Linked DNA regions of Mus musculus: region 2 is linked to region 1. Evidence: chromatin contacts called from public Hi-C data. All regions are on one chromosome and are shown on one strand. Each heading gives the region's core, a stretch centred on a gene start, on an enhancer-like site or on the middle of the called end of the contact. The rest is flanking DNA. Distances are from core to core; before and after follow the strand shown. Region 1 overlaps Igsf21 (immunoglobulin superfamily, member 21). Region 2 holds the start of Igsf21 (immunoglobulin superfamily, member 21).

Region 1 (6,344 bases), core at 3,450-5,949:
CAGGAGCATGACAAGTTTAAGGTCAACTTTAGCTACAGTGAATTTGACCAGGACAGGGGGTGGATGATTAAAAAGAAAAGAGAGGAAGAAAGACAGACGGACTTTAGACCTTAGACCTTAACAGAATCAAATAGTGTCTGCCTGTAGAATATTTTTGTTCATCTGTGCCTTCATTTACTTGGTGATTGAGTATCATCACTGGGTAGTCCAGGCTGTCCTTGAACTCACAACTCTCCTGGTCCCACCTCCAGAGTTCTGGGATTACACATGCATCCCACCATCCCCTGCCCATCCAGTTTCTCGTGAGTCAGCTAGTAGCCGCAAGCATGGTGGCATAGTGGGGAAAGGCACTTGGCCTCGTGGGAACAACTAACTGGCTATGGGAGACAGGATGAATGGATGGATGGGAAGGGCGTGGCCATGCCATGCACTGAGGTCATGGTAGATGCTGTGGGAGTCCAACCCAGGTTTAAGAGGCTCCATCTAGGATGACGATGAGACGTGTCAGGGTAGCTCTAGGGCCAAGGGCTCCTTTGCTACCACACGAAAGCTTGGTAAAGTGCGAGCTGATTGGGACGGGAAGTGTCTTGCCAGGTAGAGGGAACAGTGGACACAGAGATCTCTTCACTGACGGAAGCCCGCTGCTGTACATGGGGGAGGCGTGAGTAACTCAGAGTGGCCAAGGCTAGAACAAAAACAGGCAGAGAGCTCCTGGGCCACAGATGACAAGGGCACCTTAGCTGAGCCTTCCTGGGGCTGCAGCTTCATCCCCAGATCAAGGGAAAAATCAGAGTGGGACTTGGTGGGGGAGAGGGTAGAGGGTGGGCAGGTCTTCAACATCACGCTGGTGCAGTCGCTACATGTCCACATCACCCAGGAAGCTGAGGGCGTCTGAGGGTGGAGAATCAGTTGCATGGTATATTCAGTGGAACCCAGGCAGACTCCTCCAGAGATGCTCAGGAGGGCTCCCACAGAGTGGGCTACTGTGAGCTCCTAGGAGCAAGCTTTCGTCTCGTGTAAACCTGGGCAAGGAGCGCATGATGCTGACCCTTCATAACTGGGCCTACCTAGCTGAGTTCAGAGAAGGAAACCCCACAGGAGGAGAGAGAATGGGATGGGGGTTGGGGTGGGAGGCTTTGGAGAACTGGCGGGGGGGGGGGGAGTGGCTCAGGAAAGCGAATGCTGCATGTGAGACTGATGGAGTCTGAGGGGATGGGAGAGCGAAGCTCATCAGGGGCCCAGTTGGCCTTGACAGATTCTGAACTTGATCCTGAATTGGAAGGCAATGGGGCGGGGAAATTGAGCGACATTAACCAGGGACCGGGCGTCGTATTTGCATTTTAGAACTCTCTGAAGTGAGTGAGATTAACAAATCTGTAGGTTACAGAGCAGCCTATCTGCACTGCAGGGTCCTGGGGGGAGGCATTCTCAAACTGAGGGCGAATGGGGCCGAGAAAGCATGAGAGGCAGACCTGATCCATCAGGTTCCTCTCCGAGGCTGAGTGCGGGTAGCTTTTTACCCTTTCCTCTTGCCGTCAGAGACAGTGGGGGGGGGTACTCACGAGGCCACGCAGAAGGGCATATTTCACAGACCCCCCCCCATGTACCTGGCTGTAAGGTGCACCTGCAGTAATTGGTTCCCTGTAATAATATTTATTGCGACAGTAATTACGCAGTGCAGGAGCCCGGGGGAGGCTGTCGGTGGCTCTGCAATATGATATTTATCTTCATGAGATAGGAGTGACCTCATCTCCTCATGAGTGGTAATGCATGGTGCGCTCTTGCTGCCAGGTGGAGATAAATCCCAGACCCTCGGCAGGGGGAGGGGCATCAGCATGATCGGTGCCCCACCAGCCTTAAATCCAGCAGGTGGAGGTCTACCGACGACCAACCAAAGTTTTGAGTCACAGTACAATCCATGGTGGTCCCTCAAAGACTAGATCTCTAAACAGTCTTCATCACTTGGTACTCAGAACAGCTGAGAGTGTCCCTTCTCACCGAACTCCCTCATCTGGTGGCAGACACAGCCCTGATCCTGAGGTGGAGAAGCAGACAGCTCAGGCAAGATGATTGGCATTGAAGAGTGATTGGTGGTTTAGGTGACCAGCATTTAGAAGGCCGAAGTCATTGGTCTAGAACAGGCGTCAGGTGACTGTGACAGGAAAGAGAAGAAGTTGGCTGCTGCTGGTGGATGTGAGTGCTCCCAGAGGCTTGTGTGTGGAATGAGTGCTCCCACAGGCTTTGTGTTGTGTGTGAGTGCTCCAACAGGCTCAAGTGTTGGATGTGAGTGCTCCCACAGGCTCATGTGTGAGATATGACTGCTCCCACAGGCTTAGGTGTCTAAATACCTGGTCCCCATTTGGTGGCATCAGTTAGGACAACTGTGGAAGGGAGGTGGAGCCTCCCTGTTTCTGAGGACAGGCAGTGACATTTGATAGCCAAGCCCCACTTCCTGCTCCCTCTCGACTTTCTGACTGTGACAGTTTGAGTTAGAATGCTTCTACAGGCTTCTTTGGTCCCCTCCTTCTTCAATGGCCCCGTCTAGAGAGGCTCAGGAGGGTGTCTTCGCCTTGGGATGGCTTCTGAGAGTTTAAAGGCTGAAGCCAAGACCTCCTTGCTCTCTCTGACTCACTCTTCCCTCCCAAAAATACAAAGATCATGGAGGTGGAATGGAGGACAGGGAGAGACAAGTGAACTTGGAGACACCAGACGAGGTGACGTTCAGAGCATGGGAGAAGAGATGGAGATACACATGGGGTGCAGGGATGACAACTCGACAAGCAAGTCCACGGAGACAGGCAGGGGCGTATGTTCTTGGAGAAATAACTAAGGGTCAAGGGTCAGAGAGTGACAGGAATGTGATTTTGTGGGCAATCATGTCAATAGGAAGACTTGTCTAGAGAGAAGATGTCCGAACAGAGAAAAACCAAGGCATTGGGCCATGTGAGGAAGGCCATGTTGTTACACTGGGCAGTGGTGGAGCTGTGGGCAAAATCCCTGGGGTCATGCTGAGTGGACTCAGAGATCAGCAGGGCTTCTTGTCAGTAGGGGTGAGTAGGGAGGGGCACAGAACAAGTTGAGGATGAGGGGAGTAAAGTAGGAGTGGTAGGCGGGGGCAGGGCTGGGGGATCCATTGGGAGGATGCCGCAGTAGAGCAGACATTGAGAGGTGGTACCAGGGCCAGCGAGGTGATGATAGAGGGACGAGGCAGTCGGACTCTGGATGTATTATCTGGAGCAACCAGGCCTTGCTGGCTCCTCAGACAACAGGACAGGGGTATCCTGGGAAGAAGCAGGGTGCTTGAGGAACAGAAGTAGCCTGCCACTTATTTGCTGCACTTTGAGGGTGTAGAAGGCACCTGTGCCATGGGCCAGGTCATGATGTATCTTCTATTGCCAGGGGTAGGCATGGAGGATGACTGTGTCTCTCTGGGCAAGGGCTCCTGGCATGGTCGTGAAAGAGAAAGCATGGAGCCAAGTGCTCCGTAGACAGAGCTACCTGCAGAAGCTGGGCCATGGCCGAGATGGAGGTTGCCAGGAGTTACAGGGTAGCATTCGAGAAACCACGGCTGCTCCATCTGTCACCCTGGGTCTGCTGGCCTGTAGTTTCTCGTAGGTGGCCACCAGTGCTCCCTGACCTAAGCCTGTCATGCTGAAAGCTCTTCCCGAGCTACTGCCATTGAGTGCCACTTCCTGTCCCCTGGCTTCTGCTCTGCCTGCTGACCCAAGGACATGTTGTACAACATCCTGAAGAAGAGAGGCTGAGAGACAACTACCCAGCATCCAGGCCTGGCTTTCTCCTTGAAAGGAGTCTTTGATCTGCAGCCATGAGAGGCCCCTGGGTACTCAGCTGGCACAAACCTGGCCCAGAAGGCACAATAGGAGGAAAGCTGGAAGACACTCGAGGGCACCAGAGATCGCAGTTTACAAGGGCAAGGTACTTCTGATGGTCCCTAAAACCCTTGTTCTCTCTGACTATGGGACAGCCATTGGGAAAGACAATTCATTTTGTCCTTGTGAGATCTCCAAGCATGTGTGACAGCAGACAGAAACAGTTCCACAGTCAGTTTATGTTGTCATCTAAGACAGGGTGTCATGTAGTGCAGGCTGGCCTTGAACTCACAACGCCCTTGAACCCCTGCTCCTCCCGCTTCCATCTCCTGTGTGTCAGGATTGCATGCATGTGCTACCATACCTGACTAGAAAGTAAGCTGTAGTAATTTACCCAGGGCCAATCAAGGACCAGGTGGCGAGACGGAGATGTGACCAATTCAACAGATTGCAGATGTCTCTTCAAGTTTCTGCATGCAAAGCCCCTTGTCCTCGGATATAGATCAAGCTAAAGTTGGCCATGAATCTCTGGGCTCCCTTGGTGACTCATACCCTGTGGGGTCAGGCCGAAGCCAAGTCCAGCCACAGCTTTGAACCTGGTGCCCTGAGAGTAACTCTGTGATGCTTCTAGGCTTCCAAGTGGAGGATGCTTCAGTCATCACCCCCTGAGGTGGATGTGTGTGGCCTAAATAACCCTACAATTTGTTAAATGTATCTTACCCTGATGTGCCTATGCACTGTCAGAGATACGGAAGACAGCCATGGTAGTGTCTGGCTTAGTTCGGATGGAGCCAGCTCGGCTCCCAGTCTACCCCACCCGATACTGCGCTCAGCAGGGCTCAGCATCAGAGCTGACTGGCAGTGAAGTGGATGCCTGCCATCCCAGAGTCCATCTGCCTCTGCTCTCCGAATAATTGGTGGATACACTTGTCAGACAAGTGATGAGAGCCGTGCAGAAAGGAAGGTAGCCATGTGCCCCCGGCCAGGCCTCTGCATCTTAACCGGTTCAGACTGACCTGGCATCTGAGGAGGAATTCTGCAGAACAGAAAAGCCCTAAAAAATATCCATTGTTTTGTGTATGAGGAAACTTGGGGCCAGCTTGAATGTGCCTGAGGCCCCCAGAGCTGGTCCAGCAGCAAGGCTAGGACTGGATACAGCTCTCTGCCCCCTTCTCTTTGTCCTCAATGCCCTAGACTGGTGGATTAGCCTGTGTCCCCACCCCACTTGCTCAGCTGCCTCTGGCCCACCCACATGAAGCCCAGGTTAGGGCAGAGGTTCCACAGGGCCCCTTGGCACTGACCCCAGGGCACAGACCATCTGAGCCCCACTGTTCCATCTTCTGCCATGCTGTTGTCAAGATGCTGGCCTCTGTCTTTCCTTCTTGGGGCTGACCTAGAAGAAGAGGCCAGTGGATAGGACGGTTGGTTTCACCCTGCATGTGGGCAGTAACTGGTCAGAAGGAGGCCCACACATGTCTTTCCTGGTTTGGACTCAATGGATCCTTGTCTGCTTCCCATTGGAGGAAACAGTCCCACAGAGGTCCCACATCCTGTCCAGGTCTCTGTGGCATGATAGGAAATGATAGGAAGCCCCAGCACTCTCCTATGTCCTCCTCAGACCCTGCTCTGAGAGCCAGCTTCCAATGAAGATATGCTAGCAGTCAACAAAGCCACAAATTGGGGTTGGGCAGCCCCTGAGTCTTGGTGGGCTTTATTAAGTCATGTGACTCTGCTCTGGGTGGTGGCCAATGGTGGTAGGGAGAGATTGGCTTTAGAAAGTCAGGTAGATCTGGGTTCGAATCTCAGCCTGGCTGCTGCCATCCATATACTATGGAACAAAATGCTTAGAGCAAAGCCTGTGTTGACAGGGCCATGAGTAGTTAAGAAAGCTGGAAAATCGCCCTTCTTCATCATCCTGTTTCAGTGATCGGGGGATAACCAGGAAGAGAGACAGATGAGCAGACAGTTGCGCTCTGGCACGATTTCATTGTGAGTTCCTACAAACACACACATTGCTCTCCAGCTGGTAAAAACAATGCAAACCAAAGTTCTGAGCAAATTAGAAAGAGTTCTACACAGGGGATGTGCTTTCCCTAGAGTGTGGAGTCCAGGACCCTCAGCATGCAGTGTGCCTAGACTAAGTGTGTGTGGAGGGGCGGGGCCCACAACCAGGAGCCTGAGAAAAGCACCAAGGAGCCACTTGCTCTTAGGAGTGGGCCAGGAGAGGGCATGCCTGTTACCATCTGCCTCTCCCTTGTCACAGCCTCCTCCACTGTACCCTAGTCCCATACAAAGCTCCGCCCAAGACTTGCTCCAAGTTGTAGAACGTTGGGAAGAATTTCCTACCATGTCCCAAGCCTGGAACCCACCACATGTCCCCAGAAGGCCTTTGTTCCACTTGTGTCCTGTCTGGCACACTCTCCCTACTTGGCTCATATATTCCATAATTTCAGACTTCTCAGGGGAGCTTCCTGGGAATTCCTTTTTCCCCAAAGGCCTCTCCTCCATTTCTTT
Region 2 (6,415 bases), core at 1,737-4,236, 82 kb before region 1:
AGGTCCTCATATTCTCTACTCCACCAAGTAGCTCTCCCCAAACCTACAAAGCCCACCCTCTGGAAACAAGGCTGTGAGAGCCAGTGGTACCCTGTCCCTGGAGAAGAGAACTTAAAACTCCATCGTGACCTCCGGGTGTCCATCCCTGGAGCAAGGCGGAGAAGGTTGCTTTTGTGTTAGCACCCTCTGTCGGGAGAGCCCGTGTCAGCACCAAGGACAGAGGATTAGGACCTGCTCACTCTTGCGGGCGGGCAGGCAGATAGCTGCACCTTGGCTGCCTAGAGGCTCACGGTTCCTACTGGACCTGAGCCCAAGAGAGAGGCGTGGTTCACTGTGACTCGAGAGTCTGAGTGCCAGGAGAGCAAACTGCAAGCACCGCCTCTGGCGGGCAGCAGTAGACATAAACTAAATGAAAAGCTTGTGGCTGCCCTGGGTGACTTCTCCTTTGCCTTAGTTTCCCAGAGCCCCCTGTTAACTGACTGTGCTTCCGAGTCACCTTTCTATGCAGCAGAAGAAAGGACTCCAGTGCTGTGGTTTATGGAGCCGAAGGGGCGGGGCTTTTGGCCGAGCTGGGAGGCGGGCTGTTGCTATTATCATTACCATATGGTAATAGGCGTGCTTTGGCAGCCTGGCCCTTCCAAGGGAAACCAACTCTGCACCAGGGCGGAGTAGCGTCACAATCCTGGATCTCTGAGAAGGTTCGTGGCTACAGCTTGCCTCTGAGCACCCACCGAGTACCAGCTTGAGCTCAGAGCTAAGGAACAAACCAACCAGTTATCCAACCTCATTCAGCCTTACATTCATTTTTCCATCCATCCAATACTCAGTGAAGACCTACTATGTGCCACGGGCCAGGGTGAACAGTACTTTCTCCACAGGGTAATGTTCAAGGACAGGGTGGATAGTGAAGATGATTTGGGAATAAAGGTGGGTCCATTAAGGTATAAAAAACTCCAGGCCCAAGATACTCAGCCGTGAAACCAGACTTCCCTGGTTTCAAACTTCTTTTCTCCTTTCCACCCTCTCCACTGACGCCATTCTTAGAGGACTCCGTGGAGACAATACCTTGGCCCTCTTTCCCAGCTGGTTAAGCTTGGGACTGATGGGTAGTTTCACCAATGACCTGCTCCTTTCAGCTCCTCCCCCAAGGACAGTGGTAGGTGGGTGCGGCCGGGAAGCCACGCCCACTTGGCCTTCTGAAGAACTCTTGCCTGTCCTCCTTCACCTGGCTCCATCCTGTTGCACCTAGACTCCAAGAGCATGGAAGGCCACACAGCAATGCATGCATTTCCTGTAAGCCTAGCCCAGCCCGGGAGGGGGGGCGGGGGGGCATCTGGGCTTGGAGCTCCTCAGCCAGGGAACCTCTCACACCGAGGGCTTAGAATCCTGGATAGCTTTTTCCTAAGCCAGAAGCAGAGAGGTGGGAGGGAGAGACTGGCAGGATCAGACAGGCAAGGGTTGTGCTCTTCCCTTGGCTTGCTTAGCGGGGGGTGGGTGGGGGGGAAGCTTTTTTTGGAGGGGAGGGGAGATGCCCTCAAGCTCACCCCTCAGTAGCTTGGGGAAGATGAGACTTGGAGGCGTAGCAAGGGGGAGTGGAGAACAGCCAGGGAAAGGATAAAGGCCCAAGACTCCAGTGTTCAAGCCAGATCCAGCCCAATCAGTCTAGCAACCAATTAGTCTGATTCAAAAAAAAAATACCCACGGAGGGACAAACTGTAATCAAACACCTATTTATAAGGGTTTATTACGATCATTATTATTATTTTACTAAGAGGATCCTTCTAAAGCCTGTCAGGTGAACGTATTCGCTCAGATCTAAATAAATGCAAATCGCTCCTTCCCTGGAGCAGGGAGGCTGAGCGACCCTGAACTGCAGCTAGCTAGCTAGCTGCCTTGAAAGGCCATGTGCTGACAAGGCTGCAGAGGGTAAGGAGGAGAGTGGGTCACTCCGTGGGGCATCCTGGCACAAGTCTTTCCTAGTAGCACCTGCCAGGCCATTACTCACTGCCCACCCCTCTCCCAAGGCCTGCAGCCAGTGGGGCTGCCAGTGTACCCATTGCCCGGCTAAGTAAACTGAGCAACAAGGATGCAGCAGCTTAGTAAAGATAGGGGAGCTGGGACTTCCCTGGAGAATGCAGCATAAGGAGACCTGGGTCCTGGTTTGGGGGCTCAGAGTCACTCTCTGGTTCTGCTGTTCATTCTGGAACTTGACGATCTAACTCCTGGTTCCACCACCCCCACCACCACCCTAAGAGCTAGGAGCACCTGCCTCTTCCTCACGTGGGAGACCCCACAGCCCAGGCTCAATAGTGCGTGAGCGATCAAAGCGACGATCTGACACAAGTTTCAACCCCACCCCGGTTCTCAGGTGGAGGAGCTGGGGTGTCAGCCCTGATTTTTTTTTTAAGGTGACATCTTGGTCTCAGAAGAAAAAGTCGATGCCTCCCTTGCCCGGTCCAGCCTGCACATACAATGCAGCTGTTCTGCGCGGGGCGCGGGCTGGAGGGTAGCCCTTATTTGTGGAACACTGAAGCTCTGAAGCCCCTAAGGACGACGTTCATAGGTGTCAAAGCAAGCCCTGAGGACCTACATCCCTCCGGGGAAAGCATCTCTCTCTCCTGGAAGGAGGAAGGGTGCTTGCATCCACCAAGCGGAGGAAAGGGGCGTCCAGGGACACGTCCAGGTGGAGGGGTGGGGAGGGCGATTCGGGTGGAGCGAAGCTTGGTGTGTGTGTATGGGAGGATGCAGCTCACAAGCAAGCAGTTGTGATGAGATGGGGGTGGGGGGAGCAGAGGGTAGAAGCCGAGAGGGAGGGGGGCGAGTTCTCCTCTCTGCAATAAATCGGCTTAGCGGACGAGAGCCGAACAGCCCAGAACGGATTAAAGAAAAGTCTGTAGAATACGGCAGCGAGCGCAGCGCGGGGGGTGGGGGGGGGCGGGGGCGGGGCGGCAGGAAAGGAGGGAGAGGAGGGGGCGCGAGAAGAGCGAGCGCGGGGCAGAGCGCGGCGGCGCGGGCAGAGCTTCGGCTCCAAACTCCGCCACTGCCGCCACGGATCCGACTCCGGCCGCCGTGGCCGCCTATCGCAGCCAACCAGCCGGGAGCAGCTGCGCGCCCCAGCCAGGTCCGGTGCAGCCCGGAGCAGCCAGTGCGTCTGGTGCAGCCCGGAGCATCCTATTACAGCCCAGAGTAGCCTGGTGGTGCAGCCCGGAGCATCCCGGTACAGCCCAGAGCAGCCCCGGGTAGCCTGGCGGCCGGGCTACAGTAGCATGGGGACCTCCCCTCGGCTCTCCTCGCCTCTCGTCACCGCCACGGCCGGCGGCCCGGGTCACAAGCGCTTCTGAGCCCATGGCGAGGGGACCCACCGCCGCCACTGCGATCGCTGCCGCCGCCGCCGCCTCGGCCAGCGCCGCCAGCTTCTGGACACCATGCAAGCTGCTCCAAGCCTCCGCCGCGCTTCCTGCCTGCTGCTCGCCGCGATTCTGGACCTGGCACGCGGTGAGTGTGCGGGCGCCCGCGGAAGCCCGGGGCCGGGGGATGCGCGCAAAGACCGAGAAGGGCGCGGGCCCGGATGGCTCTGGGAGTCTCGGGCTGTAGGCACAGTCCAGGAGGGCTTCCGTGCAGCGAAGAGAGGATAGATCTTTTGGAGAAAGCTCTCGTGGGTCTGTGCCAGTGGTGTGTGTGTGTGTGTGTGTGTGTGTGTGTGTGTGTGTGTGTGTGTGTGTGTGTGTGTCTTTGTTGGGTCTGTGAGTGTCCGAGAATCAGCTATGTTTGGAGAGGGCACGGGAGTACATTTAGATGTGGCTGTGTGATGGTGTGTGTGTGAGAGAGGTAACAGAGAGTCTAGATCAGTTGCATGGAGAGGTGAGAGAGAAAGTCTGAGTGTTTGGGGGTGTGAACTCCTTCAGGAGGGTAAGTGTGTGAGCGTCGCGGCATGTGGGAGCCTGTTAAGGAAAGGGTGTTTGAGGTGTGGCGGTTCACGCCGATCCCCGGTGTGCTGCCTGGTCTCTAGAGGGCTGTGTGACAGCCGGTGACTGTATTTCTGTTAGAGCTGGACAGGAGTGTACCCAGCTACACGTGGAAGTACAGGACTTGAGGTCCTAGAAGCTCTGGGTTTGGGAGCAGGTGCAGATCGAGGGAACTTGGGCAGGGAACTGTGAGCACATCTGGGGCTGGAGGAGTTTCAACAGTATGGCTCGCATCTGTGTGTGAGTGTGTGTGTGTGTCCCGCATGGGCTTGGTCATGGCCTAGGCTGAACCAGATGGAAGGAAACTGGAGCTCAAAGGCTTGCCCAGAGCCAGCAGTGCGGAGCAGTTCTAGAGTGTATGGTTAGGGCTACCTGGGAGGAGGGGCACCCTGCCCAGCGCCGCCCTCTGGTGGGTCTTAAATGATATGGAAGTCGAACTTGACGCCCCAGTGCCTTCCGGGCAGGGAACAGGGAGCAGATGCCAGCCCAGCAGGGCGGAGGCAGGGCCAACAGAGTCATAGGTGGGGGATTCCAGAGGGTGGGGGCGGGGGTGGGGGTAGGGGGTGGGGGAAGCTCCTTCTCCAGGTCAAGTCACAACCAACCACCGGTGTTGAAATCAGAGCGTGGCCACCCTGGGAGGTGGGAGAGTGGAAAAAGTAGGCATTGTCTCGGATGGAGCCTTGGCCTCTGTCCCATTTAGGCCGCGGTGGAGGGTCAATTCTTGTCCCGCAAACTGAGAAAAACCTATATGAGCTCTGAAATTGTCCTCCAAGGGGCGTGCCTCTAAAATAACCTACACCCTCCGACCGCCTGAGTCTTTGAAGAGAGAGCTTGGTCCGCTGATGGGAGAATTTGAGCCTTGGGAGGTGGTCCTGTAGGCAGTGGGGGAGGAGCTGGTGGAGACCCAAAGGAATGTCAGGCAGGTACTTTGTCCCTCCTACCCTCTCTGGGTGCCAATACTTTCTGAAGTATATTAAATCTCTCTGTAACTTTGGGGACAAGAGCTCCCCCTTTGAGATGGATGTCTCTAGAGGGAAGGATTCCAAGTGGGAGGCTCCGGGTTCCAGCGCCACCGAGAAGACGCTAGACGTTGTAGAAAGGCACGGGAGCCCTCACCTGGACGCTGCAGGGAGCAGGATTGGGGGTTGGGGCCCGAACGGGAAGCTCCCCTTCTTCTCAACCTGGGATGCACACGGTGTAACGAAGAGGGGGAGGGGAGGGGAAGAACCGGGTGGGAAACCCCGACTGCGTCAGGACCCCACCCTGCGAGCTGGCGCCTGAGCGGCTTGGCTGCGGAGAGCTATTCCGGCGCCCTGGAGCTTTGACTCGGCTCGCTAGCTTCTGCAGGCTGCGGGAAGGGCTTGCTCCGGGCGCCAGGGTGAACGCGTGGAACCAGGGCACGTGGGTGGGGGTACACGCCTCCTTTCAGCTCTGCAGGCCCAGATCTCGGACTCGAAACTTGTGCTGGGCTCAGGGACCCCCGAGGCTCCAAGGCTCTTCTTCTCTATAGGGGTGTGAAATCCTCTGGGTGGGATCCAGTTTCCCTTTCCAGGCTAGGTGCCACCTTGCCAGGTGGGAGCAAAGGGAGAGTCCTCGCGAGCGTGAGCGGCGGGCTGGGCCAGAGGAGGGCGCCCTTTTAGCAGGCGGTGGTGATGCCCACGATTTGTGCACCTGGCGTAGCCAGGGGTATGCCCAGGAAGAGATGGTGGATTCAGGCATCGCACCCAGAGACTCACCGGCCTTTCCCGAGAGGGACACAGTCACTGCTGCGGGAGGGGCACGAGGAGTCGAGTGGCAGAGCCAAAGAGCTGTGTACCTTTTGCAACACTCCCATACCCCACTCCCTACCACTAGGCTCTTCAAAGAAGGCCCGTTTCTCTGGTCTCCAACATCGCCTAGGGACTCCCTGAAGCACTCTGAACTGGGCAATGGGAAGCTGCATACTTGAACTTGCGCAGTGACCCTAAAAGAGCCAGGCTGAGGAGGTAGAGGGAGTGATGAGACTCTTTAGACTTGGCTGGTTACGCTCTGGAACATTCTCTGCTGAAACAGGGGGCTCTGGGAAGACCTAATTAGAGCTAAAGGATCCAGAGACCTGGCCTGTCGGAGCCCGGGGATGGGGGTGGGGGTGGGGGTAGGGTGGAGAGGGTGGGCCGGGCCTGCAAGCTCCTGGTTTGCAACTGGGTGTAACCAGACATGGTCTGAGGGCTGACTCGAAGAGGCTCACGATGATGAGGAGCTGCGACTGCCTGCAGGGAGATGGGCTTCATAGATGACCCCCTTTCTGTGTTCTCTAAGATCCACCGCGTGAGGACACCACACTCCTCCGTGCGCCCCCGGTCCACTGCTGAGGACTGAATGGTGTCTAGTTATCTCACCCGTGGACGTCCCCGTGGTCCCGCCCCTCTCCAAGCCACGCCTCCTCACATCCAAGAACATTTTCCTGGGAG

What was found. A called contact is a pair of places that touch in the nucleus more often than the background predicts.
Region 2: a contact with region 1 is called in a Hi-C map of cerebellum, with 2.5 times the contacts expected there. The contact joins the promoter of Igsf21 here to the enhancer-like site in region 1. A contact is called at or near these places in 10 of 484 Hi-C or Micro-C datasets (the N1E-115 cell line, cerebellar granule neurons, cerebellum and 5 more), 14 of 115 datasets of contacts at active chromatin or transcription factors (astrocytes, embryonic forebrain, embryonic midbrain and 6 more) and 1 of 9 other capture datasets (pancreatic islet).

Annotation. Positions count from the first base shown.
Region 1 is chr4:140,163,201-140,169,544 of GRCm38.p6, reverse strand. All of the region lies in intron 1 of Igsf21 (immunoglobulin superfamily, member 21), which reads left to right. Among named protein-coding and RNA genes, the nearest start is that of Gm13029, 24 kb to the right of the region's middle. Within about 2 kb of position 4,699, at least 5 of the 459 cell types and tissues checked have an H3K27ac peak or open chromatin away from gene starts, as enhancers often do. A contact at or near this core is called in cerebellum and ventral hippocampal neurons, where this site is marked.
Region 2 is chr4:140,243,382-140,249,796 of GRCm38.p6, reverse strand. It overlaps Igsf21 (immunoglobulin superfamily, member 21), which reads left to right and starts at 2,986. Exons shown (of 10, transcript NM_198610.2): 1 at 2,986-3,495. The coding sequence starts at 3,426.